2 separate regions of the Gossypium hirsutum genome follow, and region 2 is linked to region 1. A link is a contact called in public Hi-C data. All regions are on one chromosome and are shown on one strand. The core of a region is the stretch at or near the end of the contact, and the rest is flanking DNA. Distances in the headings are between cores, read along the strand shown. Region 1 has its middle 10 kb from the start of LOC107960308. Region 2 holds the start of LOC107960303 (dihydrolipoyllysine-residue acetyltransferase component 2 of pyruvate dehydrogenase complex, mitochondrial).

What was found. Hi-C and Micro-C count contacts between places; a contact is called where the count stands out from the background.
Region 2: a contact with region 1 is called in a Hi-C map of leaf, with 2.2 times the contacts expected there. The contact joins the promoter of LOC107960303 here to the enhancer-like site in region 1. A contact is called at or near these places in 7 of 34 Hi-C or Micro-C datasets (anther, hypocotyl, leaf and 1 more).

The regions. Positions count from the first base shown.
Region 1 is chrD06:64,968,387-64,972,126 of Gossypium_hirsutum_v2.1, forward strand. It overlaps the pseudogene LOC107960307. Among protein-coding and RNA genes, the nearest start is that of LOC107960308, 10 kb to the left of the region's middle. Within about 2 kb of position 1,500, at least 7 of the 9 cell types and tissues checked have an H3K27ac peak or open chromatin away from gene starts, as enhancers often do. A contact at or near this core is called in leaf, where this site is marked.
Region 2 is chrD06:65,022,224-65,025,828 of Gossypium_hirsutum_v2.1, forward strand. It overlaps LOC107960303 (dihydrolipoyllysine-residue acetyltransferase component 2 of pyruvate dehydrogenase complex, mitochondrial), which reads left to right and starts at 1,736. Exons shown (of 19, transcript XM_016896622.2): 1 at 1,736-1,925; 2 at 2,094-2,187; 3 at 2,590-2,633; 4 at 2,803-2,897; 5 at 3,008-3,048. The coding sequence starts at 1,887.

The DNA of each region.
Region 1 (3,740 bases), core at 250-2,749:
TGATGTTGTCTCCTTGCATTTGAGCTTCACTAATTCTATCAAATTCGTTCAGTATCCCTTCACAAAACCAATACTCTACTAATCTCCTTTTGGGAATACAATAACCTTCGGGATGCAAACAACAATATAGGAGGCAACATTTCATTGTGGCATTAGGCAAATTATCATAACTGAATTTTAAAAGCGGAAATACCTCATTTTCTAATTTTGGCAATGCACATCGCTTCAACATCTCAATTGCATATTTCCATTCCCCAAGTGTTTTCTTGCAAGCCATGGCACGACCGATTGTAATTAGTGCAAGAGGCAGTCCACCGCACCTTTCAGCTACTTGTTTAGCTAGATTTAGAATATCTGGATGGCTGTTGAGAGTTTCATCTCCAACCTTGGATCGAAACAATTCCCAAGCCTTTTCCGTTTCCAGGCACTCCACTTTGATTTTCTTTTGAGCTTCCATTTCACCACATACCTCCAAAGACCTAGTAGTAAAAATAAGTTTGGAACCATTCTCTTGGCTTGGTTTTGGTATCCCAACTTAGTTCAAATCCACCCTCTCCCATAAATCAGCCAATAATACAACAAATTTCTTGTCGCCCAACACCCCATAGATATCTGTAGTTTTCCGGTCAACACTTTTATTCTTCCATGAGTCATCTGAAAACCCAAGATTTCCACCAATCCTATCTTGAATCTTTCCAACATCGGACTCTTTAGACACCAATGCCCAGATAACAACTTCAAAATCATTCGGTGTGGTGCTGAACTTGTTGTTGAGTTTGGTCAAGAGAGTTGTCTTGCCAACGCCCCCCAAGCCATAGAGGCCAATGATCCCCACATCTTTGTCCACGATGCAGCTCCATACCTTTTGGATTGTGGATTCTAGAGCAACTGGCTGCTCTACAGGTCTAACTACCACTGAAGCTGCGGGCTGATTCTCCGCTACTTTCTCAAAAACTCCTTTACTCTTATGATCACTTATTTCTTGAAGCATTTCGGCCACCTTTTTACCAAACTTGTCGCTAGACAAATAATTCATGGAAGCACAGCCGCCGGGACACAAGTTATTCATTTCTTGAGGGCCATCTGCAATCAACTTTTCCGCCTCTGTTGTCATAGTTTCTGTTTTTGAAAGCCATAGCTGTACTTGCTCAAATGGCTTCAATAGTCGTTGTTCTGCAAGATCAACCTGCCGTAGCAGGTCGTTCCTTTGTGCCCTCAGTTCTTGAAGAGCAGCAGATAAAGTTGGAAGGGTTTGTTGAAGCTTGCACACGTAATTAGCATGTCCAGCAATGGAATCCAAGCCACGAAGGATGAAATTCTCTAAACCAATTTGGATTGAGCAGAAATTGCCCATGATTCTGGTGAATGAAAGATGAAACAAAGGAAACTGAATGAGATGTGGATGCAAAGTGAACAGTTATGAAGAGGATGCACATGAAATAAAGCTAAAGAAGATGGGGTTTCAACCATTAGAGCTTTGATTATGAATAGTAAAGATAAAGCAAGCAGATTCACAGAGTCTATTATGGTTAGGTTAATTGGTCTGTTAAGGTGACGTATGTGCTTACCTTATATCAATTGATATAAAATATAACCATAAATGTGAACAATCTTTTGAAACATTAAAATAAATATTTTTAGTAATATTTATCACATTTTTAAGTGAAAATTCTAATTTTGTTTTCACAAATTTTACTTGAATAAATTTATTTGATAATAAAATTCTTTTTTCTAATTTTCATTGAATTACTTTTATGTTTGAAGCTACAATTTCATTAATGGGAAAATTTAAAATATATTAATAATTTTACCCTCCACCTCATTTTAAAAATCACCCTAAAATGGGTGAAGAAATTAACATTTGTTAACTTTACTAACGTGGCATACATGTGAATTGTCACATAGATGACACATCAACATTTAATTAATTTTTTAAAATAAAAAATATTTTATAAATTTTATAATAATTTTAATGATTTTTAATTTTTAAAAATAGTTTTTATATTTTTTAATTTTTTAATTTTAAAAAATTAATTAAATGTTGATTGTTAAAACTAAACTTCAATGTGGAAAATCTCAAATAGAAAAATGACGCAATATGACAAGACGCCAAGGTGTATATGAAGTCATTATTTTAATGTTCTATTCGTCCCCACCTATATTCGGTGTGCAAATAAGTTTCAAGCAAATGAACCTCGAGCATACAATGAATCTTGGTAACTATTTGAGTTTTGCACTGACGAAAATAGTCCACTAAGCACTGAGCAGAGTATAATAAGAAAATCAATTTCTGTAAAGAATTTCTACAATAATTCTTTATAGAACAATCTAAAAATAGTAGAAGATGGAGGGATGATATAAAGAATTTTTGAGAATTTTTTGGTATGTTTTCCAAATAAATCTCATCCCTATTTATAGAAATTCTCATATATCTTCACAGAAACATAACTTTCAATATGTGTCTTTTTTTGAATAATCACATCTTTAAAAGAGATATAATTATTCAATTAATATCTCTTAAATAAACATAACTATTCAAGTAATATTGCTTGAATAATTGTAAATCTTTGTCAAAAATCAAGTGATATAACTCTTGATCAATAACCAAAAGATATAACTTTTGATTAATTGCGACCTTTCATTTATAGTTATTAGAACACTATAAATATTTGAAAATGTTCCAACAGATGTGTCAGCCACGTGTATGCAATGTTAGTAAAGTTTAAAAATATTAACTTTTTCATTCATTTTAGGGTGATTTGACAAAAAAACAAATGTAAGAATAAGGGCTAAAAAAGATTTTTAAAAAATTAAATGGAGGGTTAAAATAATTTTTTTTTTAAGTTGGAGGGTGGAAAAAAAGTATTATGCCTTATATTTACAAATCTTATTTCAATTTTAGATGCTTTTGATTAAGACAACTAAGCTTGGGTCTAAGGGTTGGAGGGGTTGTTAGTGTATTTAATTCTTTTTAGGCATAATGTAAATTTTGGTTCTTAATATTTGCATCTTTTGTCAATTTGAAATTTATTCTTTTCTTGAGCTAAATTTGAACTTCAACCTTTTAAAAAAAATCAAATTTAACCATTAATATTTTAATAAAAAGTTGGAATGATCTTTTTAACAGAAATACTAACTAAAAAAAAAAAGACAAAGGCAACCCAAGAATAGACCTATCCATGGGCCTCAGGTTTTCCTTAAGTATCTCTGTGGAAGAGGTCCTCAAATTTGGGCTAAGGGCAAGTTGAGCCCTAAGTTTATTGGGTCTTATCGAATTTTGAGGCAAGTGGGGCCAGTTGCCTATTAGTTGGAGTTGCCTTTGCAGTTAGACCGTATATACGATGTGTTTCACTCCTCTATGCTAAGATGGTATCAGTCTGGTCCATCTCATATTATTCTAGTTGAGGAGATTGAGGTGAGGCCGGATTTGACTTTTGAAGAGAAACTAGTGCAGATTCTGGATTGAGAAGTTAAAGTCTTGAGAAGGAAGAACATTCTTTTGGTTAAGGTTCTATGGTGGAATCAAGGTATTAAGCACACCACTTAGGAGCTAGAGGACTCGGTTCGACAACAATATCCGCATCTATTTGAATTAGGTAAATTTCGAGGCCAAAATTTTTTGAAGGAAAGTAGAGTTGTAGCGCCCAAAATTTTTGTTTTTGAATTGTTAAATCGTGTCAAGTAAATTGATTTGAGTTCAATGGATAAGTGTTTTGTTTATGTTCCTAAGGTCCTGTGTT
Region 2 (3,605 bases), core at 486-2,985, 54 kb after region 1:
GGGAGAGTAAAATTTTGGTGGGAAATGGATTTTGGGTAGATTGGGGGTTGGGAGGGGAGTAAAAGTTTTAGGGAGAAAGTGGGAAGGAGTAAAAGTTTTGAGGGAAAAATAAAAATGTTTGGGAGTTTGGGGTAAAAATGTAAAATATTATAGTTTGATATTCGAATTATTCGAATTCAAAAACTCAACTCGATTCGAACTCGAAATTTGATAAAAAAATTTGAGTTGATTCGAATAACTCAATTAACTCGAATAACTCGATTCGTTTAACTCAAAATTTGAATTTTTTTCGATTTTTTTGAGTCGAATCAAGTTTTACCCACCTCTAATGACAAATGATCTAATTCGGTATTTTCTAAGAATCAACTTAGTGAAAATTCATTTTTTTTAAATCATAAAAGAAGTGATCTGTCAAGTTCAAAACTGTAAGAATTGTCTGTTTGTGGTGTGTGTTTAACTGTAATTCGTTTTTTGTTAAAGATATGTGATTTGTATAAAAAAATAAGCACTCAAAATAAATAAATCATCTTTTATAATTCGGTTCACCCAAGTCAATTTAATTAAAAATATATAATATAAAAAATAGTTTTTATTTAACTACAAAATAAGGGTAAATTACACATAAGTCTCTAAACTATTAGTAATTTTAACTAAACTTTAAAATGTTACAAAATGGTCATTGAATTATTTAAAAAATTTTGTTTGAGTAATTAGGCTATAAAAATTGCCATGGTCTTATCCATAAAGGTGTTCAAACAATCGATTCGGTTGTTAACCGAATCAAATTAGTATTAATCGAATTAATCGAACAATACAATCCTTTAATAGTTAATCGAAATTTATATGTTTTTGTTTTTTATTAAAACAAATATAAAACATATAAAAAATACATTGATAATGTTCATTTGTCTTTGAAAGTTAACCAAATTAACCGAAAATTTAAGCCTTAAAACACTACATAATTATTAAGTTTGATTAATTATACGATTTCGAATAGAATTAACTGATAACGAAATTCCAAAAAATCATTGACCGACCTTCGATCAAACTGAGTTCGACCACCGACCGATTAACCGAATTAGATCGGTTCGGTCGGTTAATTCGATTTTAACCGAAATATAAACACACCTACTTCTCCATTCACACCACCAACACCAATTGAAAACTCTTATTTTCCTCTTATTTGAATAGTTTTCTTATCCAATTTCCAATATTGACCATAAGATCAACTTAAATCTAAATTATGTTTGTTTACTCATTAATAAGTACAATTTGTTGAATCGTCACTTGGAACTCGCCAGTTAGGCTTTTAAGAAAAAAAATTTTAACAACCCAATAACTTAAATGAAAACTTTCAAATAATTTAATGATTAATTTGTGAAATTATGAAATTAAGTAACCAAAATATAAACTTACTAATAATTCAATACCCTTTAATTTAATTTACTTAAAAAATTATATTTTTATAAATATAAAAATTTAAATGTAAAACTGGAAAGCAATTGGAATAGATGAATACTATCATAAAAATTTTAATTTAATTTGATGTGAATAATCAATTTAAAAATTAAAAATTATGAAGAAATTAGGTATTTAATTTTTTATGTAACCATAAGATTAATTATATATTTTTTTCTCTCAAAACAAACAGAAAAGCAATTAAAAAATTAGGTGACGTCAGATCCCTCGTGCCGCCAAACCCTAAATCTTCCCACTTTTTTTTTCTTCCTACCTAACCAAATAAAATTTAAAAAGAAAAAAAAAACAAATTTCTATTTTTCTTGCTCTCTCTTCATCAATTTAGAACATAATTTATTTTCCTTCTTTTTTTTTTCCTTTTTTCTTTTCCATTGCTTTGAATAAATTTGCTGTGATCTTAGAAAATCATGGCTTACGCATCTCGTATCATCAATCACTCTAAAAAGGTACCCAATTCACGATTCGTTACTTGTATGTATGGATAATGGATATGTATGGATGACTTTGAATCAGTCCTAGATTCAAATTCGTTTATAGATCATGGTCGAATTATAGCTTTTAATTTATGTTTTTTTTTTAGCTTTGTTATTTGTTCTGAATTTCTGTTATTACAGTTAAGGAATGTTCCTAACTTATTGCGGCATGATCATGCGGTTTTGGTTCGTTGCTTTTCCAATGGAGCACAATCCTCTGTTTGTAAAAGTGAAGGTACATAATGCTATCAAGATGGTTTTCTTACTTGTTTCTCATGTATGTTGGGGTGGAAAACTTAAAAGAATTGAACAGATGAATATTGGGCATGTACCTGTATCTGATACTCACACTTGAGTCCGAGTAGCATAAATATCAAGTTTCTACAATCATTAAGCATGAGAGCTATTTTGTGTTTTATTCAGCCAAGTAGGCAATCAAAAGCCTCCCAGTTAGATGGTTTTATTGAAGGTTTTGTCATACCTTGTAAGGTTTGCTTATATTTCTTGCTAGGTTCACTCGTGCCGACCGGCTGGTTTACTAATTTTTACTTTGAACTTGTAATTGTATTTAGTGAGAGGTAATAGTTTGTCAGTTTTCTGAAAGCGTAATGGAGTGGATAAAATTTTGGTTATGCAGCTGCAGAAAGAGAGAGGGTATCCAAGTTTGTTGCATGTTACCATGTAAGTGCCTCCTCTTTTTATCATTGGTGGAGCAATAATTACTGTAGCATTTTTGTTGCATATTTTCCTTTTTCTTTGCTGCAGACTATGCTCTGCTTGTGTATTACATTCTTGATTGAATTCAAGACTTGGTTTGCCAATACTAACTGTTCCACATCTTGTTATGCAGGTATCATCTGGTTTACCTAGGAACAATTGTTCTAGGACAACAATGAGATTGGGAATTCCAACAGGTGGTGTGGCATACAGCAGAGAGCTCACATGGTATTCATTCCAGCATTTTTTGTGATCTTATTGGAAAGTTTTACTATTTCCTAGTAATGGCTTTAAAATCATTTCAAGCATCTAAACATTTTCCCTGTATCCATTATCAGTTCTCAGGTACAGTCAAGGAGAGGATTTGCATCAGATGCAGGTATAGATTATTGCTACAAATGTCATAGGTTGTACTGGTATCTTCTACTTTGTATTCTCTAAAGGAGCCTATTTTTTAAATTGTTAAAAGTTGTGCACTGACTAGTGATTACAACAAGAATGTGTGTTTAACTTATGAACCTACTAACCTCATGCCAAATGCTAATTTGTGACTTCATTGATGCGCTGTAATATTATATTATTCTTAATTCCTTCTGTGGCTTGTTCAATACCCTTCTTTATGGGACAGCTCAGATGATAGGAATGTAGTTTATGGATAATAAATTTGTGTAATATGAAGCTTGTTTATCTGGTTTCTGAATAATAAGTAATGTGACTGCACTATATTTAAGAAGCAAGACATTATTACTATAGTTCATTCTTCTTCTCTCTTTTACAAGGCATTGCTATAGAACCTTTCTTTATTACTATTTTTGTTGTTCTAGTTTTATCACTTAGGTTATGCTGGATTGATGTAGCATATTTAGATTTTTCAAGTTGTTTTCACCAGTATATAGGTTTGTTATATTTATGGCTGAGAACATGGCAGTTGAAATG